Linked DNA regions of Mus musculus: all the other regions are linked to region 1. Evidence: chromatin contacts called from public HiChIP or PLAC-seq and promoter capture Hi-C data. All regions are on one chromosome and are shown on one strand. The core of a region is the stretch at or near the end of the contact, and the rest is flanking DNA. Distances in the headings are between cores, read along the strand shown. Region 1 holds the start of Emsy (EMSY, BRCA2-interacting transcriptional repressor). Region 2 overlaps Uvrag (UV radiation resistance associated gene). Region 3 overlaps Uvrag (UV radiation resistance associated gene). Region 4 holds the start of Acer3 (alkaline ceramidase 3).

Region 1 (2,700 bases), core at 45-2,544:
ACCTTGGACAAGTGATTTGACCTCTGCCAGTTTCCTTAATAATAAGTTAGGAGATAAAATAAGCAAACGGTGGAGCATGTCATTTGGATAAATGAAACTCAATAACTCTTTTCTCAAGTTTTGGCAGTAAAAAAAGAGTCATTTCGACCAGTTACCAAAAGTTTAAAAGCCTAGAATTTCGCACTGTGAATTCCTTGGTCAAACAAAACTACACTACAGGTTGAGAACTCAGTAGATCTTCCTTAACATCTGTTAAACTGATAAATGGATGGTCAGCAGCAGAGTAGAATGAATGAATGAGCCAGCCTAAGAGTCAAACACTAAACCGATATGACTCTTCAACTGCGTTCCAGGCTCTGGGTTGCTAACTCCAACTCTTGGCCTCAAGTGGAGCCCCCTTCCCCCTACTTCCCATAGTCCTCTGAGCTCAGAACCAACTCTGAGCGAGCCAAACTGGATGGCGCGCCCCAGCTGGCAGGATGACATAAAGAAAGGGGGTGGAGAGGAGGAAGGGGCAGAGCCAAAGGAATCCGCTCGCTCCCCAAGCCAGTCCCCGCCTCCCGGTAGAATCTCGGAGGCGGCCGGCGACCGCCCGAATCGGGTACCACGTCACGGCATCCCAAAGCATCCCCTCCAGGGAAACGCACGGCGGGGCCGCACAGCAAAGGAAAGCCGGGCAGCAGAAGCCGGAGCGTGCTCCCGGCACCGGGGTCGCACCGACTCCGTCCCCCGCTCAAGTGTCAGCAGGCAGCCCGCCCCGCCCCCTCTCTAAACACGCACTCGCTCACAGCACCACAACAAGAGCAGCCCGCCCGGCTCCTCGCCCGCGCGGCTCCGAGCGGGTTCCAATGTCAAGCCCGCGCCCCCGCGGCCAGCAGCCAGTCTTGGGAACCCTGGCCAGCGTCCGCGCCTCGCGCACTCCTCAGCGGAGACGACAACGGAGAAAAAGCGGGGGCACGGACAGACAGTCAGACAACCCGGAGTCGCCTCGGGGCTCCTAGACCTCGACCTCCGGCGTCCCATCACCAGGCATGCCGGAGTCGCCCTCAGTCCACTTGAGGGAGCCCCGCGATCCCGTTAGGAAACAACGGAGGATGGGGCTGACCGACCCAAGCCGGGCTCCCCGTGCCTGGCCAAGCGCTCCCCTACCCTGGATAGCCTGCCAGCTTTTCCCAGGACCCTGCCTGAGAGACACCCACCTGCCCGGCCTTTCGGGGCTCATCTAAAAGGCTCCTCCGCCAAGACTAGGGGACACCAGGAATTAGGTTTGTTTGCGGTGCCTCAGAAGGGGCAAGATGGCGACAGATACCAGAGCGCAGGCGCAGGCGCGCGCGGCTCGCCGGGAGGTGTAGTTCGCCTTTCCCGCCTTTTGAGAAACGAGCACTCAAAAGCCTCCATTCTTCCTGTCCCTTTTCCTCTGCCTTTTGAAAGGAAAGGGCGGACAACGCGGGTCCTAGTGGGAGTTGTAGTCCGAGTCCAACCTCGCTCCTCTTTCTCTTGCTGCTTGCTGGTCACATGCGCAAGGAAGTCTGGGAGTGTAGTTCCTTTCGGCTTCTACATTACCCTCCAGTCTCCAGCTTCGCGCGCCTATCCTCCGGTCTTTCCCAGCCAATCAGCTGCTCTTTCGGCTGTACGTGTGGCGTCACACGTAGCGGTCAAGATGGCGTCTGTAATTGGAGCTGAGCTTCGACCTTTTCACTCTAGCGAGGGTTGGGATGAAAAGAACACAGCTTGGTCCCTGATGCCCAGTTGAGGATTAAGATCTGGTTCCGTAGACGCTTGGGAGTAGTCATCAGCGTCTTCCAGCCACCCAAACGACAACTCAAGAAAGGTTATCCACTACGGAGAGAGAAGACCTCACAGTGGCCCGTACACCTTTCTCGGTGTTAGGAGTTGCAAGTGGAGGAAAGGAATCCGAGCGGTCTCAGCTTGGAGTTACGCCATGTACGAAGTAGGAGAGGTAGTGATATCTCGTGCAAAATCTGACAAAGGGAAGAAGGGACTTACTTGAGGCACTACGACATGGTAGGTTCACCATCAGCCTTTGTTCTTAACCACACAATGTTGTGGAGGCCTTGTGCCCCTATTTTACAGATCGATAGGGACCCAATATATTGTTTCTCTGATCCAAGAACTCAAAGTTAATTTCTAGTATTATAAATCCCATCGAATTTTGTTGTGTCCTCCCTCTAAATAAAGAACTCTGGTAGCATCGGATGCAATGAAAGTGCAAATCTTGAGGAATTGTTAGTGTGCATCCTTCTGTTAGCAGATTCCCGTGAAAACTAGGGTAACCACTGGGAGGACATCTAGCTCAATGGCAGATTGCTTGTCAAGTATGTGCAAGACCTGGAGACCTGAATCGGATTCCTAGCACTAAGGGATGTTAGGATGGACACACGAGAAAAACTACCCTGTGGGAATATTAAGATACACAACGTGAATGAAAGTTCTTTTCCTAGTTCATTATGAATTACATTTATAATCTCAGCACTGTAGAAGTGGAAGAAGATGAGGAATGCAGGGTCAGACTGGACTGCAAGAGACACCGAGACCAAAACAAGAAAAAAGAAGAAGTTTTTAAGTAAATTGTGAACCACTGCATATGAGTCTACTCCTGCTCCTGAATGGAGCTGTAGGTTAGTCAGAAATAAAAAGGACCATTTCCTATACAGCTCTCCTGGCCTTCTTATTGCACCC
Region 2 (2,700 bases), core at 106-2,605, 300 kb after region 1:
AACTACTTAAGCTTTGAAGGCTAATTTTAGGTCATGTATCACAGAGGCTAAATGCCTGCTTTCTGGATGTCAAAGCTCAAGTTTATGCACATAAGTTAGCTGACAATTTTTCCAAGTGCATATGCTGTCTAGGAACCCATACATTCACAATGTATTTGAGAAAGATGTATTTCAATTATGAAATTGAAAAAAATCACTTCAGTTCATCATCTTGCCCAGTTTCGGAGAACAGAAAGGCAATTCAGAGTTTCTCAGTCACAGGAGAAAGTATGGCCTTCAGTGGAGGAAACTCCAAAGATGCTGAGCTGACAGCAACCGGTGTAACATCCAGCCCTGTGTAATCCCTTTTAATTAGCAGCAAGGGTTGGTTCCCCAGTCTGACCAGTCATTTGGACCTGACCTCTGACAGGTCCTTACACGCCATCGAAATCTCATTTTATTTTACAGCCTCATATTTGTTATTGGGCTAATCTTTACCTGTTCTACATCACACAACAGCTCAAATATTTGAATGGCCCGGCAATAAATTCCCATGGTCCCCCTGGGTCAGTCAGATGTTAGCTGTTAAGTAAAGCTAAAAGGATCTCTGCTTCATAAATCTCCTTCAGGGCCCACATTTGCTCTTACAGGAGAGGCTTTCAAGCCCAAACATCTTTATAGCTATGTGCAGTGATTTATTAACTCCGCCTTGTTTTATCCAGAAAGATCAATCACATATGTATCAATAAGCCGGTGTGCTGGGGACGGCCTTTTATTGTACATATAACCACCTGCCTTTAATACAAACTCCAAGCTAAAGCTTTGGTAAGCGATTGCTGGATTTTAACAACCTTCACCTGTTTCTAATTTGGTAGAAAACATATGGTTTAGCTCTGCTAGTTTGTTCTAAGCCAGTCTTTCCTCTTTCGGGCCCAACAATATAAAAGAAAACAAATCCAGGGTGCAAACCCCTACATTCGAACACACACACACACACACACACACACACACACACACACACACACACACACACACACACACACACACACACACACACACACACTCTGCACAACTGCCTTGAGAAGCATTTCTCACAAATAATAGAGGGATGAATTCTCTGGAATATGAAATTATTACATTTCTTTGAAAAACTAGATGTGTCCAACACTACTCTTGAGAATTCTAAAAACTATGTTTAAATTGAATATGACTACTTTATCTCAGTACTTCGAAAAAAGGATAACAGCTATATCTCACTGCCTGTGCGGTCGGCAGAGAGTGGAGTAGTTTACATTGGGCCAGGCATAACTAAGTTTTTCTTCTCCCTTCCCTCATCCCTCTCTAAATTAGACCCAAAGTTTGGAAGGCAGGGAGCCAGGGGAGAGTGCACAACAACCTAACCCAGCATGGTAAAGTCAATAACAAAATTAAGAGTGTCTGGGTGCGAGGGCAGGAGAAAATCCCCAGGAAAAAGTGACTAATAGAAATGTCTAGCAGAGCAGGAGTCAGCCCCGCCTCCCGCAGCTCCCCCAGACTTCTTTCCTGCCCCCCCCCCCCCAGGACTTAATTCTGGCCGCGGCTGGCAGGGCATCTCAGATTCCGGTCCTCCTTGTCTGAGGCCTGCTGCAAGTGTCTGTCCTGACGCCTTTACAGATCCAAGCCTCTCTTGCACTGCGAAGCGCACGCACACCCTGGGGCAGCAGGAATGAGGCTTTGCTTGACACTCGCATGCTACCTCAGCTGCCTGGGGCCCAGTACTGAGTAAATGCTCATCCAACAGTTCCAATTCATCTACCAACAAACGAATGAAATCACACTTTAAACAATTAATGCTTACTTGTACAAAAATGATGCATGTATGTGGCTTTAAGAGTCTGAAGTGTTTTTACAAGCTTGATGGTTAAATCAAAATCCACTTACATGTTTACTAGCTAAAATACAGGAACTCTATCCCCAGTTCCTAGATGCCAGAACCAATTACTCTTAACCCGTTAAGTCCCGCCCTGAGTTGTACTCTCGTTGTGATTAATACCCTTCTTGGCCTGTTTGATTGTGAGGTTTAAAAATGACCTGACAATCCATGGGGAAAAAACGAGACTCTAGCTCTATTATATTTCACCCCTCTTCTTCCCCAACACCCACATGTCCTTTTGCCTTCACTCTTAGGACAGTTACCACCACAGCTTGGCTTACATCAACAAACGATCCTACACTATTACCACTACAAAGAGATCAGAAGAGATTACTTTGATCCAAGACACACAATCTATAATCCGATATATAATCCGTGCAGTCCTTTTTCTTAAAGTTGGCTTTCCTGAGTTCATAGGCAGCTACCTAGGTTTATTGTTTTCTTCTTTCACTGCTAAGTTTGTCTGTGTCTAATTTCTTTCCAGATCTGAAAGTGATGTAACTCTTCTCTTGCTGGGATGAAGGCCTTCCGTGGTTCTTTGGTTCCTTTTTCTCCAAGTCCTCCATTCCCTGGCTCCACTGGTCCAAGGGAGCTGAGGTGTTGTGTCCCTCTATCCTCTGACCCCTCCGGGGGTTCTATCTCTTGATGATGGCTCCCTCTTACCCACCTTATGCCTGTGTGCTAACAGATTCCGCCTTCCAGCAGCTTCCTAGGAGAGGTGAGGAGATAGCTTTCTTCTTTTTAGGTTTGTTAAGGGAGCAAAGGTCTAGCACCTCCTTATAGGACAAGGACAGACCAAAGGACGACTC
Region 3 (2,700 bases), core at 107-2,606, 360 kb after region 1:
TAACTGGTTGGTTTCAGCATCAAATATGCCATATTTTTTCCTCTGTTTCATTCTCTTTTGTTTTTTACTTTGTTTTTATTTATGTGTACACTTGTGTGTCTATATGTGGATGTGTCCTTGTGTGCTCAGACGCCCATGGAGGCCATCAGTCCCCTGGAGCTTGAGTTATAGGCAGCTGTGAGACACTCCACGTAAATGTTGGGAACTGAGCCTGGGTCCTCTGAAGAACAGCAAGTCCTTCAACTGCTGAGCCATCTCTCCAGTCCCATGGACTCATTCCGAAATTCAACAAATACTTAATATATACTTTATATCTTCTATGAGTCAAACATTTGTCTAGATCCTGGGACTCAAAAGAGATGGAAGGTTGGGAAGGAAGGAGGAAGGGAGGGAGGAAGGGGAGGAGGGAGGAGGGGAAAGAGACCAAAGGAAGCGGGAGAATGGGAGTAGGGGGGTTGGGATCCCAAGTCTCATGGTTTAGAGAGACACAAATATATTAAATAGCTATCACATTAGATGGTAATAAATACTATATAGGAAAACCAAGCAAGATAGGGACTGAGTGTACTGGGGTGTGGTTCTCAGTGGGATGTTATGAAACTATATGATTTCTAGGTTCACTTCCAGTTTAAAACTCCCTTGACTTCCTTCTGTGTTAACTAGGCGGCATACAAACACACAGTGACCCTCTGAACCTGACCTCTACAGCTTACACGTTCTATCACCTTACCCTGGGTGTCAGCACTCATAGTTTAGAAAAACAGGATTAAGCAGACATGTGTCCACACTGAGACAAAGCATACGCAGTCACTTAATGGAACAAGTCAATTCCCAGTCTTGCCTGGGAGAGGAAAGGAAGGAAAATAAAACCTAGCAAGTTCTCCCCAGACAAAGGTCCTAAAAATGCATTTTTGTACATTACAGAAAAAAAAATCTGATAATTTTCCCTCCCTCTACAATGTTCTCGTGGCCTGGCATTAGGCCTTTATGGTCCTAAGTTATAACACAAAAGGCAGCCATTTCTCTAGCGTGGAGGGAGGATTTTCCAGAGACAAGGCAAGTGCTATGAAGAGACAAGCAGCTCCTGCTGCTGCTTGGGTACCACGGACACCTGCTCTGGCCAGGAACAGCACGAGCAGGTGTGCGGATGAAGGTCATTGGAATGGACTGCTAATCTCAGCATCTCTACAAGATGAACAAATGTGTTTCGTTAGGTCCCAGGAGAGGGCCTGCGCACAGGTAGCTGCTCACACATAGCTCCCGCAGTCTCAGGGGCCTGTGATTGGACAACCCTTGGTGTAAGAGGCGCCTTTGGATGCGCATGTGCGAGCGGCAGTGGGAAGAGGCTGCATATGGGAGGTAACAGCTCCCGGGACTGCCGGGCAAGCTGTGAGTTTTTAGTATTTTTCTAACTCACTGCACATTGCAGGCCGTTCGAAGTCACGTGGCTTCATTTGCAGCAGAGTGTGATTTAGTGGTGCACACGTGGCTTCCCGACACAGAACAGCTGTTTGAAAGCCGCCGTTCTTTTCCTCTGAGGAAGAGCATCAGAAAGCACCAGACGCTGTGAAGCCCTGAGATCTGCCCGTCCAGTCTGAGGTCATGGATCCTTTGGAATGCCTCAGCTAACCCACATCTCTCTAAAGGTGAACACTTCACAAATCAGACTCTCATAACTGATCCTATTCATTTTAAAATCCACCTTTCAAAAGTGGATTCATCCTGGCTGAATATAATCAAAGAACAAATTAAACGGTAAGAAACTATCTTCATTAAACCCAGCACTATGTATATACACTAATAAAGTGATTTTTTTTTTTACATTTGTTTATGTGTTTAGTATTTACGTACGTGTGTGTGTCCTGCGAGTCAGAGGACAGCGTATAGGAATGAGTGAGCTCTTTCCTTCTGCCGCAGGAATCCCAGGGACCACACTCAGGTGTTAGGCTTGGGGGCAGGGCTCTCAGCAGCTGAGCCACCAATACCAACCCAAATGCTTTCTTCAAGTGCGTTAGTTCCACTGACTTCCTTTCCCCCTCCCCTGTCCTGGCAGCTCTAGGTCACTCACTGTACCTTTCATGCTTGGAGTTCACAGTTATCCGACGTTAATAAAACAGTCTGCCAGTCACCTCCCAAGTAATTATATCTCAAGTTTCATCTAATAGAAAGTGGCACATTTACCTCACGCTACTAGCAGATGGGAACTTTGATTTCTAACATTTAAAATACACCAGCAGCCATCTGAATGCAACATTATTAGCATCGTTATTAGTACGGTCTAGAGATTTTTTTCCAAGAATAATATGATAATCGCTTGACAAAAACAAGAGTTTGAACAGGTACTTATACAAGAACCTACCAGCTCATTGCTTGTCGATGTGAGTCTTAGTTTTTCTTCAATTTCCTTTCCAAGTCTCTGAACAGTTACCTGAGTCTGTTTAATTGCACACTGGGCTCTATGAAGCCTAGAAATACAAGTTGTAGAAAAATGTAAGTGAGTTAATTACAAAGTCTAAACAGAGAGCCACAGACATGAATTATAAATCTCCTAGGATAAATAGAATCAATCCTGAACAAACCAATTATTTCTAGAGTCAAACATATAATGAAGTAACAGGAATTACAAGCCCTAAAATAACAGTACTCTGCAATGCCTCCTCCTGCTACGACATGGGTAGGGCAAAGGACTCTAGGGGTTTA
Region 4 (2,700 bases), core at 171-2,670, 350 kb before region 1:
TTGGGTTGCCAAGTAATTACCCTATAAATGATCCCCTTTGCCCATTTTCTCCTTTACTGTATAAAAACTATTTATTTAAACTAGTGGTTCTGACACTCAGCCTAAATCATGGCCTCAAGGGCATGGGACTAACGTCCTGAAAAACTACAAGACTTTCTCATCTGGCCTGAAACTCGTCCTCCAAAAGAACTTAAGTACAGAACGTTAGCTAAGAGTTTTGCCTCACGGCCTAATAAAGTGGATCCATTCAAAAGAAGGCAGTAGCAACCAAAGACTATTCTCTGTTCCTTGCCAGAAACCAAAAAAGGACGTGTTCTCAAAAGCTAACCAAAGCGGATGGAAGAAGTGGCTGATTTCTTTCTTGCCTGGTTGGAATAATTATGTAGAAAACACAAACACACACACACACAAACACACACACCCCGAGAAAACCCTAATCTGGCTAGTAATGCTGGTCTCCAGGAGCAGCAAATCGTGAACTCTAAAAGTGCTTTCATAGAAATAAGTGTCCTCAGATGACCACTAGCCCCTAGAAAGTCTGATAAGCTAGATGCAGTGGGGAAGCAGGGAGAGGTAGTCTCTTGGGAGAGCAGCTGAGGAAAGTAGTGACTAGGTGCTCTGGCTACCACCTCTGGGACAAGAGGAACAGTGATCTCTAGAAGAAGGCAGCGGGTAGGGATGGCAATAGGAGTGAGAATGGGGGTGGAGGCTCCGGCATTGAGAAACGGTAACTGTCTCCTGGAAGTGAGTGGTCTACCGAGAACGGACAGATGAAGGGAAGGCCCCTGAAGAGTATTCCCGGATTGAGGGTGGATGAAGCCAGTGAGCGTCCCCTTCTCTGTGCCCGGCTGGCTGAGGCCGGGTAGCAGCATTCGGGCCCTCCCGGCAGAGACCTCCTCAGCCCCGAGCGACTTCAGGGCGGGCAGTGGCCGGCCTGGCAGCGGCCGCGCTCAGGTAAGAACTCCTATTCCCAGCGGCGCGCCTCACGCTCTCATCCGAGGTCCGGGCGCGGCTCGTACGTCCCTTTCGTCCCCAACCTGAAGGCCCCCAGAAGCCAGTCCAGGCACCACTGGCGGCCACGTCGGCTCCCCGGCTTCCCACGGCCGCGCACGCCTAGCTGCCGCTCGCGGGCCCGGCCTGGAGCCTACCCTCGCCGCCAGGTTCGCCCTCCGCGTTCTCCCACACGTCTCCCCTCGGCGCGCGCCCTCGCCTCAGGCTCCACTCACAGAACTCAGCGACGAACAAGGTCACCACATAGTTCTCCTCACACCAGTCCAATGTGGAGGTCGTGGGGCCCCAATAGCCTTTGCGGTCCACAGCCGGAGCCATCGCGCTGACGCCCCACACACCCTGCTCAGCCGCTCTCGGGCCGGCTCAGGCAAAGCGCGCTCTCCGGCTTCCTCCTCCCTTACCCAAAGGGCAGGGGCGGGGCTAGAGCCGTCACTGAACCTGCCCAGAGGCAGGCCCCGCCCACCGAGCCTCTGGCCCGTCCCGCTCCCTGCCCAGTCCCACCCACCGCTCCCGGGGCAGGCGCAAATGACCCATCCTGATCGTGCGGGGCTGATCTGTAGCTCTTGGACCCTGGGTGGGAATCCGGAGAAGTGGGAGAGGTTGTTATCAGCCAGAGGAGTTAGGGAAAGGGGCGGGGGGAACCCGGCCGACCCCGACGTGAGGGTGAAGTAAGTTGGGAGGCTTCCAGGACCCACTTTTCCGTCAGGATGGGACCAAGCCTCTATTAGTGTGAGGGCAGTCTGTTTTAATTGGGGCAAGAATGAGAAGAAACCTTTCTCTGTCAAGATTAAACTTGCACAATGAGACACCTCAGTGTCTAACTCAGACCACGGACCTCCAACGAGGGAGGAGACTAGTAACAACACCCCCAGGCAGCTCCAGAGATACCCAGGAAGTCATTCTGAGTGAAAGGGACAAGTCAGAATGTACAGAACAAAAACCAGGTATTAGGATCCTTTAAAAGTATACACTGAGGGGCTCCGCTGTTAGGACCGTTGACTGGACTTCCAGAGGTCCTGAGTTCAATTTCCAGCAACCATATGGTGTCTCACAACCATCTGTAATAAGAACCAATGCCCTCTTCTGGTGTGTCTGAAGGCAGCTACAGTGTACCCACATACAACAAATAAATAAATAAATAAATAAATAAGCAAACAAACAAACAAATCTTTTCTTAAAAAAAAAAAAAAACGTGTACACTGAGTAAAGTACTAAAAAGTCTGTGGCTTCCCTTTAGGCCATGCACAGCATTTTCTGCCTCTTTAGTGAGCTTTTCTCCCTTGTCACCTCCACACTGGGCTATTAAAGTCCGTGAGATGGCTCAACGGGTTTGGCTAAAGGCACTTACCATGCAAGCCTGGCAGGCTGAACCTGATCTCAAGAACCCATGTAAAATACAAGGAGAGAACCGACTTCATAAAGTTGCCCCCAGACCTCCGTACAGGCAACATAGCACACGTGTCTACACACACACACACACTGGGGGGGGGGCATAATAATAATAATAATAATAATAATAAGAAGAAGAAGAAGAAGAAGAAGAAGAAGAAGAAGTAAAAACTTAAAAAATAATGGATACATCCTGCTGCCTTTTGTGTTCAGCTCCATCAAACTTTCCCCCTGCTATGAAGATGCCGACTCTCCCACTTTTGTTTAAAATTTTGCTCCTTGAAGACCTCCCTGGCTTTC

The links. Promoter capture Hi-C pulls out the DNA fragments that hold promoters and counts their contacts. HiChIP or PLAC-seq counts read pairs in DNA pulled down with a chosen protein or histone mark.
Region 2: a promoter capture Hi-C map of cranial neural crest shows a contact between it and region 1. The contact joins the enhancer-like site here to the promoter of Emsy in region 1. A contact is called at or near these places in 4 of 39 promoter capture datasets (the 3T3-L1 cell line, cranial neural crest and hippocampal neurons) and 1 of 9 other capture datasets (pancreatic islet).
Region 3: a contact with region 1 is called in a promoter capture Hi-C map of hippocampal neurons, with 2.9 times the contacts expected there. The contact joins the enhancer-like site here to the promoter of Emsy in region 1. A contact is called at or near these places in 5 of 39 promoter capture datasets (HPC-7-derived erythroid cells, cranial neural crest, hippocampal neurons and 2 more), 7 of 115 datasets of contacts at active chromatin or transcription factors (craniofacial prominence, embryonic hindbrain, embryonic limb bud and 3 more) and 1 of 9 other capture datasets (adipose tissue).
Region 4: a FOXA1 HiChIP or PLAC-seq map of pancreatic cancer cells shows a contact between it and region 1. The contact joins the promoter of Acer3 here to the promoter of Emsy in region 1. A contact is called at or near these places in 5 of 115 datasets of contacts at active chromatin or transcription factors (embryonic stem cells, large pre-B cells, memory CD8 T cells and 2 more) and 2 of 9 other capture datasets (adipose tissue and liver).

Annotation. Positions count from the first base shown.
Region 1 is chr7:98,655,275-98,657,974 of GRCm38.p6, forward strand. Emsy (EMSY, BRCA2-interacting transcriptional repressor) reads right to left here and starts at 1,295. Exons shown (of 20, transcript NM_172280.2): 1 at 1,200-1,295.
Region 2 is chr7:98,956,841-98,959,540 of GRCm38.p6, forward strand. All of the region lies in intron 12 of Uvrag (UV radiation resistance associated gene), which reads right to left. Among named protein-coding and RNA genes, the nearest start is that of Gm33827, 82 kb to the left of the region's middle. Within about 2 kb of position 1,356, at least 23 of the 459 cell types and tissues checked have an H3K27ac peak or open chromatin away from gene starts, as enhancers often do.
Region 3 is chr7:99,014,210-99,016,909 of GRCm38.p6, forward strand. It overlaps Uvrag (UV radiation resistance associated gene), which reads right to left. Exons shown (of 15, transcript NM_178635.3): 7 at 2,360-2,465. Among named protein-coding and RNA genes, the nearest start is that of Uvrag, 130 kb to the right of the region's middle. Within about 2 kb of position 1,357, at least 25 of the 459 cell types and tissues checked have an H3K27ac peak or open chromatin away from gene starts, as enhancers often do. A contact at or near this core is called in hippocampal neurons, where this site is marked.
Region 4 is chr7:98,308,122-98,310,821 of GRCm38.p6, forward strand. Acer3 (alkaline ceramidase 3) reads right to left here and starts at 1,421. Exons shown (of 11, transcript NM_025408.3): 1 at 1,227-1,421. The coding sequence starts at 1,329.